Linked DNA regions of Sus scrofa: region 2 is linked to region 1. The links are chromatin contacts, called in public HiChIP or PLAC-seq maps. All regions are on one chromosome and are shown on one strand. Each heading gives the region's core, a stretch centred on a gene start, on an enhancer-like site or on the middle of the called end of the contact. The rest is flanking DNA. Distances are from core to core; before and after follow the strand shown. Region 1 overlaps RAD9B (cell cycle checkpoint control protein RAD9B). Region 2 overlaps TCTN1 (tectonic-1).

The links. HiChIP or PLAC-seq counts read pairs in DNA pulled down with a chosen protein or histone mark.
Region 2: an H3K27ac HiChIP or PLAC-seq map of alveolar macrophages shows a contact between it and region 1. The contact joins two enhancer-like sites. A contact is called at or near these places in 1 of 5 promoter capture datasets (fetal liver) and 2 of 2 datasets of contacts at active chromatin or transcription factors (alveolar macrophages and skeletal muscle).

What each region holds. Positions count from the first base shown.
Region 1 is chr14:31,877,710-31,882,962 of Sscrofa11.1, forward strand. It overlaps RAD9B (cell cycle checkpoint control protein RAD9B), which reads left to right. Exons shown (of 11, transcript XM_013982863.2): 5 at 4,293-4,392. Among named protein-coding and RNA genes, the nearest start is that of VPS29, 11 kb to the left of the region's middle. Within about 2 kb of position 3,857, at least 3 of the 83 cell types and tissues checked have an H3K27ac peak or open chromatin away from gene starts, as enhancers often do. A contact at or near this core is called in alveolar macrophages, where this site is marked.
Region 2 is chr14:31,991,199-31,996,602 of Sscrofa11.1, forward strand. TCTN1 (tectonic-1) reads left to right here. Exons shown (of 15, transcript XM_021074349.1): 5 at 642-729; 6 at 3,056-3,165; 7 at 4,557-4,577. Among named protein-coding and RNA genes, the nearest start is that of TCTN1, 40 kb to the left of the region's middle. Within about 2 kb of position 3,668, at least 3 of the 83 cell types and tissues checked have an H3K27ac peak or open chromatin away from gene starts, as enhancers often do. A contact at or near this core is called in alveolar macrophages, where this site is marked.

The sequences.
Region 1 (5,253 bases), core at 2,607-5,106:
ACATGTGTAAAGCACATAGCATGGTGCCTGACACAAAAGGTGAACTAAATTGTAACTACTGTTATTACAATTATCCTCATCCTTTATTTCCAGTTAGATTTCAAACAGCCAGTTTTTCCACTTAAGTATGTCTCAAGTGGCTTGTTTACAGTAATATCCAATATACATTTGTGATTGGTTGATTTTTTTAATAGCTTTTGTAGGGAAGTTGTTGTGTTAGAATGCTCTAAGTTACAAGTAACAGAAAAAAAAAAAAATCCAACTCAAACTGCCTTAAACAATAAGGAGGGATATTGGCTCATGTAAAGGAAAAGTTCAAAATGAGGTCATAGGCGTGGTTTGATCCAGACTGCAGCAGCTGCTTCTCTTCCTTCTGTTTCAAATTCTCTCAGCTCTCCTGTCCTCCATGTGATTTATACTAAGGCCAGCTTCTTTTATAAACTTTTAATAATATGGTGACTTCCAGCAGCAGCAGCTTGGGCTGCCATGCTTGCTCTTTCACATCCAGGGGGAGAGCCTTACCTCATATATGCATTGAACAAAAGTGCTTGACTTTGCTCTGACTGGACAAACCTAAACTAATCCTAGGGGGCTAGGGGAATTCCATTCTCTAACTGCCCTGGCTTCTTGCCATATCTGGACCAAATTCAATTGTGGGGCGGTGGGGGGGGGCAGATAAGATTACATCAATTGATTTATAGCAACAAGGGCCCACAAGTGATGCTGAAAGTGAAATCAGCCCCACCCAGACCTCATGGCTACTACACAACCAGGAAGGATGGCTCAGGAAGGAAAGGGGAAGTAGGGGGTGCATGCTGCTACAGTCATTGGGATAAATAGTTATACTTTCCAAAACTTTAGAAGCTCAGAAAATTATGTTTGCAATTTTATATTAATAATCTGGTGGAGAAACATTGTTCAAATGTAATTGAGAAAAATCACCTGGGTTGGTGTTCCTGCTGTGGCGCAATGGGATCATCGGCCTCTTGGGAGTGATGGGACACAGGTTCAATCCCTGACCCAGCACAGTGGGTTAAAGATCCATCATTGCTGCAGCTGCGGCTTAGGTTGCAACCATGGCTCAGATCTGATCCCTGGCCCAAGGAACACCATATGCAGTGGGGCGGCCAAAAATGAAAAAAAAAAAAGAAAAACAAAAAACACCTGGGCAGAGATATCCACTAAACTGCTGCAAATATACATTTGAAACTCGGGAAGAAATTTAGGACAATGAAGTAAATTTGGCTCTCTTCACTGATGGAAAACAATTGAAAAAACATGACCTACTAAAAAAGGATTAACTTCTCAGAGTCTAATCATAAATGGTTTCTGGAACAGTGATTTCTTAAATTATTTAGCATCTGCTATTAGAAAAAAAAAGATGTTTTATATCCTCAAGAACCAAGATTCATCCGAAATATTTACTGCCTAGCAATTATTCTATCAATTCTCTGTATTTGCATTTGCACTGGCCCCACAGTGGCTGAAAATGAATCAGTGAGTTGTCCCTGAAGAACATGCTCTGATCCAAAGCACACATGCTAATGCATTCTGTCCTGCTCAAGGACAGGTTCCCAACAGAGAGGGACTTCCATCAGATGGATGCCCTGGCTATTTATTGAGTGAACAGAAGTCTGATTTATACATTATATTAATGACATATGTCAAGAGGACAGGATTGCTGGAGTTCCCGTCGTGGCTCCCGTCGTGAATCCAGCTAGGACCCATGAGGTTTCAGATTTGATCCCTGGCTTCGCTCAGTGGGTTAAGGATCTGGCGTTGAGGTGAGCTGTGGTGTAGGCCGGTGGCTACAGCTCCAATTAGACTCCTAGCCTGGGAACCTCCATGTGCCACGGTACGGCCCTAGAAAAGACAAAAAAAAAAAAAAAGGACAGGATTCCTACTTCAAGGTTTTGAGGTTTTGTAAAAAGGCATTCTGCAGATGTGCTAATGACTTTAAACTCTCAAAACAGTGAATTTAAAGGCATTGAGAAACATTTGAATAACATAATTTGAGTAACTGATCTAAGAAAACATTTGTACAGTTTATATCAGAGAATGTTTGGCCTACAGTAAGCATTCTCTTTACTTAATCTGTTTTTTGTTTTTGTTGTTGTTTGGCCACACCTGCAGCATGTGGAAGTTCCCAGGACTGGGATCAAATCTCTGTCACAGCAGCAACCTGGTGCTGCAGTGACAACACCAGATCCTTAACCTATTGTGCCACAGGGGGCCTCCCTACTTCCTATTTTCTTATTGTTTGTCTCCCCTCACTAGAATGTAAGCTCTGTGAGGTTGGAGATTTTTGTCTGATTTGTTCTTCGCTAGTCCACAGCTCCAAAAGTAGTCCCTGTATGGTAGGTTACAGAAAAATACTTATAAATTATTTGCAGGCCCTCCCTTTGAAAGCTGAAGTACTTCCCCAACTCTCAGCTGGACTTGGACTTGCTTTGATATCAATAGAATGCATTAGAAGTGATATTATGTGGGTTCCAAGCCTAGGCCTCCAGAGACCTGTCAGTAGTTCCTGTTGTAGCTCAGCAGGTTAAGAACCCGACTAGTATCCATGAGGATGAGGGTTCGATCCCTGGCCTCTTTCAGTAGGTTAAGGATCCAGTGTTGCTGCAGGCTGCAGCATAGGTACAGATGTGGCTCGGATCCAGTGTTGCTATGGCTGTGGCATAGGCTGGCAACTGTAGCTCCAGTTTGACCCCTATCCCAGGAACTTCCATATGCCCCAAGTATGTCCCTAAAAAGCAGGAAAAAAAAAGAAAAGTATGTCAGCTTCTACTCTTAAACTAAGAATGTTTCCATCGGCCTGAAAATAAGCACAGCAAAGTGTAGACTCCTGGAAGATTGCAGACCAGGTGGTGAAAGGCCCCAGCCATCCTGCTGTTCCGGTTGTCCCAACTTTGAGGCCCCAGATGTGAAAGTGAGGCCATTCAAAATGATCCAGCCACAGTTAAGCCAGCCTTCACCAGAGGAGCCACTCAATCGTGAGAAATAACAAATGTTTGTTATTTTGAACCACTAAATTTTTGATGTGGTTTGTTATCCAGCAAAAGCCAGCTGATCAGCCTTGTACACAGCAAGTGCTCAGTAAATATTTATGAAAATAATAAATGTTGCTGTTTTTATTAATTCAGTTAAAAATAAGTTGAGAAATATTTATAGTGAATCCTTTTGCTTCTCATGGTAACATTATTATGCTGTAGAAAGTTATAGCCTACCTGAATTTTATTTCATGGGCTTTATGTTCAAACTTAGATTCAGAGGAGTTCCCGTTGTGGCTCAGAGGGTTATGAACCCAACTAGTATCCATGAGATTGTGGGTTTGATCCCTGGCCTCGATCAGTGGGTTAAGGATCCAGCGTTGCCTTGAGCTGTGGTGTAGGTCACAGATGTGGCTCAGACCCAAGTTGCTGTGGCTGTGGCATAGGCCAGCAGCTGCAGTTCCAATTCCACCCCTAGCCTGGGAACTTCCATATGCCAGAGGTGTGGCCCTAAAAAGCAAAACAAAGCAAAATACAACTTAGATTCATAAAATTTAAAAAAGAGAGAGAGGATTTCCTTTGTAGCGCGCAGCAGGTTAAGGATTTAGCATTGTCATTGCAGCAGCTCAGGTCACTGCTGTGGCACAGGTTCAACATGCCACCAATATGGCTAAAAAAAAAGAGAAAAAACAAACTTAGATTCAAAATCTAGCCATACTTGTTAAAACAGCATAGCACAGCACTTAACAGAGCTCTAGAACTATAGCTTCATCTTTTGATATTAAGTACCTACTCCACAGGGATATTGTGAGGATCAGAGGTACTGCATGTGCAATGTGTGCTGCAGTTTCTACTGCAGGACATTGGGCCATAGCTGTTGTTGCTACACACTCCTCTCTTCCTCCTCTCAGAGGAAAAGAACCCAATGATCAGGTTTTACTTTCAGAGGTTCCATCCAGAAATATCAGTCTTGGATGAAAAATACTGAAGGAGAATCATACATATATGATCTGCAGTGGGTATTTACTGTTTTACACGCAATATAAGAAATTCCCTGAAAAGAAGTGGGAGCTCTGCTACCTGATTGGTCAGAGGGTGTGACATGTTACATGGTGTCCACTAGGGAGCGATAAATACATTCATTAAGGAATAGTGCTTCTGGTAAGCTATGTGTACCTGCCAACTATTGAATATTACTTTAATTTTACTATTTTTATATGGCTGTGAAATTTAAAGCCTTTTAAACATCTGTTAATTTTGCACTTGAAATTATTAATGTATTTCCTTATTATTTTTAAGGTATTAAAAGAATTCATAATGTGTGTTTTCAAGAAAGTCAGCCTTTGCAAGTTATTTTTGAAAAGAACATGTGTACTAATATGCTAGTGATTCAACCAAGGTAATGAGCTCTCTTTTGCTTATTTTTATTCTTCTGAATATAGTCTGGTCACAGAGTAAAGAATTAATGCTCTAGAACTTTAAACTCAGTCATATGTATGTGTGTGTGTATTTCTAACATTAAATATATATATATAAGATACATGAATATATATATATAAGACATATGAATATATATATAAATATATATATATTTAACCTAACAATGGACTTACAGAAATCACCTTACAGGATCAAGAGGAAGCCTTAAGAAAGATAATAGTAAATAATGACTAATGGTAGAAATTATACTTTAGTGGTCAAGAAAGTTCTAGAAATACCCCATCAGTGGCTTTTTACATTAAGTCATTAAGAGAAAAATATATGAGCTAATAATATTTTGAATTAATATACTGCCTTCTCTCTGAGTCTTAACACACATAGCCCAAGGATATTTTAACATTTTTTATGTGAAGTGATTTTTATCCCTATTTCTGTTTTTTTTTTTCCTAGAGAAGGAGTGAAACATATTTGTCAGTGAAAGGTACTCGATTTTTCAGTTAAGCTGTAGCATTAAACATTTAACAGTAATTACTTTGTGAGCCAAAAGATCTTTTATCCTTATTGTTTTTTAAATTACGAGAAAGTATGTGTGTTCCTTGCAATATACGTAAAATTTGCGGAAGAGTGCAAAAATGAAAAATGAAAGTCTTTCTCATCTACTTGCTGTGTATATCCTACTTGACAGAGTAACACCTCATAACAAGTTGGTATATATCCTTCTGCATTTTCTGTTTATAGCCAGTCTCTCTATAACTTTCTCTCTCTCTGTAGCTATGGATATCTTTTTTTTTTCTTTCTCCCTCTCTCTCAAATTTATATC
Region 2 (5,404 bases), core at 2,418-4,917, 110 kb after region 1:
TATTTAACAAACATTCGTTTCTAGTTTTTGCTGTTATAAATAATCCACAATAAACTTATTTTTGGCTGCACCTGCATTATGCAGAAATTTCTAGGCCAGGGATTGAACCCAAGCCACAGCAGTGACATCTCCAGATCCTTAACCACTAGGCCACCAGGGAACTCCCACAATAAACATTCTTTTAGATATGTATTTTTTATCCATTTATATCCTTAAGATACGATCCTATAAATGGATTAACTTGGTCAAAATGAATGGAAATTTAAAATACCGACAACTAATTGCCCTCCAGAAAGATTGCAGGAGTTTGTACTCCCAGCTCCAGTGAAGGAGAGGGCATGTTTCCCCCTTGCTGGTACCTATGTGAGCTTCTTACATACTTTTCCAGAGGACTAGAAATAAAATAGCCTACAATAGAAATGCCTGCAAATATAGCAGCATGCACATGCAGAAATACATCCTTGAAGAAAAAGGGTAGGACAGCTAGATGTAAGCTCCCTGTGGGCAGGGACCACATCTGTGTTTTGTTCATCCCTGTGTTCCTGATGCCTGAAATGCTTCCTGTCACATAGCAGGTGTCTGGTAAGTGTTGATCGGGTGCCTGAGTAGCACCTTGACACTGTCGGTTGTTCTCTTTGCAGTATGGGGCGCACCTGCAGACTTCAGATTCATTTTTGAGGTTTCCTTCACCCCTTACATCATCTCTGTGTACCGATAATAACCCTGCAGGTAAGAGAATGGCAGTTTCTCTTTCTCTTGCTCTTAATTATATGGAGTTCCCCTCGTGGTGCAGTGGAAACGAATCTGACTAGGAACCATGGGGTTATGGGTTCAATCCGTGGCCTTGCTCAGTGCGTTAAGGATCCGGCGCTGCCGTGAGCTGTGGTGTAGGTCGAAGGCGTGGCTCGGCTCTGGTGTTGCTGTAGCTGTGGTGTAGGTCGGGGACTACAGCTCTGATTCGACCCCTAGCCTGGAAACCTCTAATATGCTGCGGGAGTGGCCCTAAAAAGACAAAAAGACAAAATAAATAAATAAATTTATAGCAGTCATAATTAAATGGGCTTCATAACTACAAAGAGAGAGTCTTAGAGTTGAAAGAGGCCTCAAAGATTTTATAGTTTCTCACCCAGTGCTGGAATCTTTCCTACCACATGCAGTCACTGTTGAGCACTTGTAATGATGGGGAACTCACTACCTGCAACCAGCCCACTCAGTTGTTTAACTATTCCAGTTGTTGGAAAGTTCTTTCCTCACTGGAGCTTAGGTTTGTCAGTAGCTAACATTGATTAAGCGCTTACTGCATGCTGGGTGTTGTCTTAAGTGATGGCATGTGTTTTTCCATGTGATCCTTACAGTGATTCTCGGGGGCAGGGGGATTATCTTCATTCTTTAGATGAGGAAACCGAGAAACGTTCAGTTTCTTCTTTTTTCTGTCTTTTTTTTTTTTTTTTTTTTTTTTTTTTTTAAGGGCTGCACCCATGGCATATGGAGTTTCCCAGGCTAGGGGTCCAATCAGAGCTGTAGCCATTGGCCACAGCCACAGCATTGCAGGATTGGAGCTGCGTCTGCAACCTACACCATAGCTCACGGTAACACTGAATCCTTAACCCACTGAGTAAGGCCGGGATCGAACCCACATCCTCATGGATAATGGTTGGGTTCATTAACCATTGAGTCACAATGGGAACTCCTTTTTTTTTTTTCTTTCTTTCTTTTTAGGGCTGCACATGTGGCATGTGGAAGTTGCTGGGCTAGGAACTGAATCAGAGCTGCAGCTGCTGGCCTACACCACAGCCACAGAAACACCAGATCCGAATTGCGTCTGTGACCTATGCCACAGCTTTCAGCAACGATGGATCCTTGACCCACTGAGCAAAGTCAGAGATTGAACCTGCATCCTCATGGTTACTAGTTGGATTCTTAACCTGTTGAGCCATAGCAGGAACTCCCACATTCAGTTTCTTGCTCAGGCTCACTCGGGTGGCAGTGAAGCAGGGATGCAACTCATGCAACTGCCTCCCATGGATCCTACTTCTCCTTCAGTTGCATCATGGAATCCGTGGATTAGCTCTCTTGGCAGTGGAAGGCAACAGGCATGGCTCTGCAGTCCTTAGCCAGCCTCACTGTGCAGAAGCCTGCTATGCCATGGATGGTAGCATGTGGCCTAATGAAGCAACACTTGCCACATGAAGGAATACATTCTGTTGAGAAGATGCTTAACCTTGCTCACACAGTAGGAACAGTGTAAATTAAAACCAACTGAGATATCATTTCCACCTAATGGATTGGCAAAGTGTAAGGATGTTAAGGCTGTGGAGAAATAGTCACTTGTCTATATAGCTGGTGGGACTAAAAATTGGATTAGCCTCTGTATTGATACCACTTTGGCAATAGGTATCAAAATTGCAAATGAATATGCCCTTTGACTTAGCTGTTCTAGAAGCTGGTCCTGCAGAAACTCTGGCCCACGTACAAAACAATAAACTACAGCATTGTGTATGATAGCAAAGCTGGAGACTGCTTACGTGTCCATTCATGGGGAACTGATTGAATAGATTATGGTGTGTCTATAATAGAATACTAATTATTCCTAAAAAAGGAGGAGGAAGCTCTTCATGTACTAAGGTAGGCTGAACTCTAAGATAAATTGTTCAGTGAAAAAAAAACAACAAAGGGCAGAATATATATTGTGTGTTTGTTTCCAAAAGGAGGCAGAAATACTAAAATTATATTTATATACACACCTTTATTTGCATAGGATATTTCCAGAAAGATACGAGAAAGTTCATGCTGATTGTCTCTGGGGAAGGGAACTGATAGTTGCTGGGGGCTGGGGACAGGGTTCAGAGGGAGACTTATCTCAGTATCTTTTTGTGCCTTTTGAATTTTGAGTCATGTGAATGTATCACATATTTGAAAAATAATTTCTTAAGCCCTATCTTAAGCAAGTTTTGCGTCATAACTTTGCGGTTTTACTTAGATTACAATTTTTCAGTTACCATTGGACAGTTGAAAATTTTTTTCCCTTTTTCCTTGGGAATGTTACGATTTCCAGCATTTCTGGTTAACCAAGCTGTTAAGTGTACCAGAAGGATAAATTTGGAACAGTGTGAAGAAATAGAAACCCTGAGCATGGCTTATTACAGCAGCCCTAAAATTTTGAAGGTAAGAATTATTTTGAAGTGAAACCGATTCATTAGATTTGTTTTCTGTTCTTTGTACCCTTTTAAAATATGACAACTAGAGAATCAGTTCAGTACATGATTGACACTCCAAATTTTTCTTCTCCAGTTCTTTAGAATACTGATACCAAAGATATTGAAATGATCACTTAAAATAATTTTTATTTTTATATAGTTAGCTCATATTTTGCTTTCATTTTTTTCTTTTTGCTTTCAGTCATTTTGATGGTAACCAATAATGTCTGTCTCATGAATTTAAAAAACCTTTATTAATAACCAAAAACTTTAGAATTATAAAAGCATTTTAATGACTATCACAGAAATGATCATATTAGCACCAAAAAGTTCTTTGTGGTTGGAAAATGAAATAAGCACCCAGGAAAGGACAGGAAATAGGTGTGCTGGAGAAGGGAACAAGGCCCCTTCTTCCTGCTTGCAGTGACTGAAGCCTGAACTGAATAGATGAGAGAGGAAGCTGACCCACTCAGTGAATGACGTGGAGGGTCACGGGGGAGAAGACATTTGACTGTGATTAAAGACCATATGATGATTGTGAAAGCCTCTCTCTCCTCCTGATTTCTTTCTTTTGCAGTAGGGAGTGTGGGAGTAGGGGGTCCATGGCACCTGTATTCATTGGAGCTTCAGTTTTCAGAATCAAGTTTAACCTTTTCCTCCCCCCGTCAGCCATCTATGCCTGTGAATTCTTCCAGCTGCTATGACTTCTCACAGTTGTCCTGGAAGCAATCCCTCAGGCGTGCAGGCATAGTTCTCTTTCAGCTCAGGGCCCCAGGCATGTCTACTCATCTCCCTTCCCAGAGCTCCCAGTGGCCTAATAGGATGTCTTGTGGTTGGAGGTGGGGACAGGAGTGAAGGGAAAGCGAGTCCTTCAGGATAAGAGCTCCAGCTGCACTGTGGAGCCAGGAGCTTGGCCTCGAGGCAGGAAGAGCAGTTAGGGGACCAGAGCTGGGCAGGCAGTGGTGTCCTTCTGGTGAGGACAGGCCCAGTGCAAGTGACCAGGAGGATGGGAGCCATGTCTCCATTACTGTGCTGTGATGACCATATGGAAAATACTGAATAATGACTGAAGTCCACTGAGGTATGGAGGCTTCCAGAGATGAGCCCTGCCAGACTGGTCTAGTGAGTTTCCAATCTGAAGGAAATGGATGTGGAAGGAGAATATAAAGTTACCTCTTTCATTGTGATGGAGATTACAAAAATATAGATAGATGGCAAGTCTTTATTAAGAACATTTCTGTTTTCCTCTTTGAGAAATCTTTAATATGGTGAATATGCCCTTTAACCCACACTCCAAAAAAGCAATAAAAATGTTTCTTTTTGTTGAACTTAACAAAATTTGTTGTTCTTTTTATCTAGGTGCCTGGTTCAGGAACAAAGGTAAGAGTACTTCTTAGTGGAATTGTCTTATTTTGGAGCCCTTTGAAATGAATACATTATGATTAGAAGGGTACATTTTTGCCAGTAACAAAAACATTTGCCAGAAAGCATGAAGAAATGAAATAGGGAAACACCTTATAGACCACCTTTTTATGATCACAAAAGGGTCATATTTTCAAATTCCCTTAGTTTTGTAGTCCACACTTGTTCATATTTAATGACCTAGCTGTCTTGAGTGACTGTGTGGTAGGTACTGTGTGATAGGTTCTGTGCTTTTAGGGAGTGCCTTGATATTGTCTCAGTTTCTTGTCAGGAGAGCTGGCTAGCTCCCAGCATGCTATGTGTCCATGTAGAAGATAGAAACATTTTGCCCAGTGAATGTACACACTCGTGTAGGAGGTGAGCACTCTCAGAGTAGCTTCCAGGGTTGGGTCACAGGTAGGTTCTATTCAAAGCCTTAACGCCCCAGCCCAGGGGCTCTCTAGGGCTGTGGTCAGGAAGCCACATCTCTTTGTGGATATGTCAGAAGGATGGTGGATCTTACCTCTTATTTTGGGGTTTGCGTCCTGTGCCTGCCTGTGAATACAGTCCCCAAGAAGGCCCAAGGCCATGCATGACCTTGTCCTTGTCTTCCAAAGCCTGAGGAGCCTCAGCCTTGGTTCCAAACTCTGCTTTGCCATTATTGGGTGACATGTACTTCAGTCTCCCCAGTTGCAGGTGGGGGTAGGTGTCTGCCCCAGAGGCTTGAGGTAAGGCTCCAGTGAGAGGACACACAGGTGGTGATTGGCGCGGCGTCGGTTACATGGTACTCTGCAGATAGCAGTCCC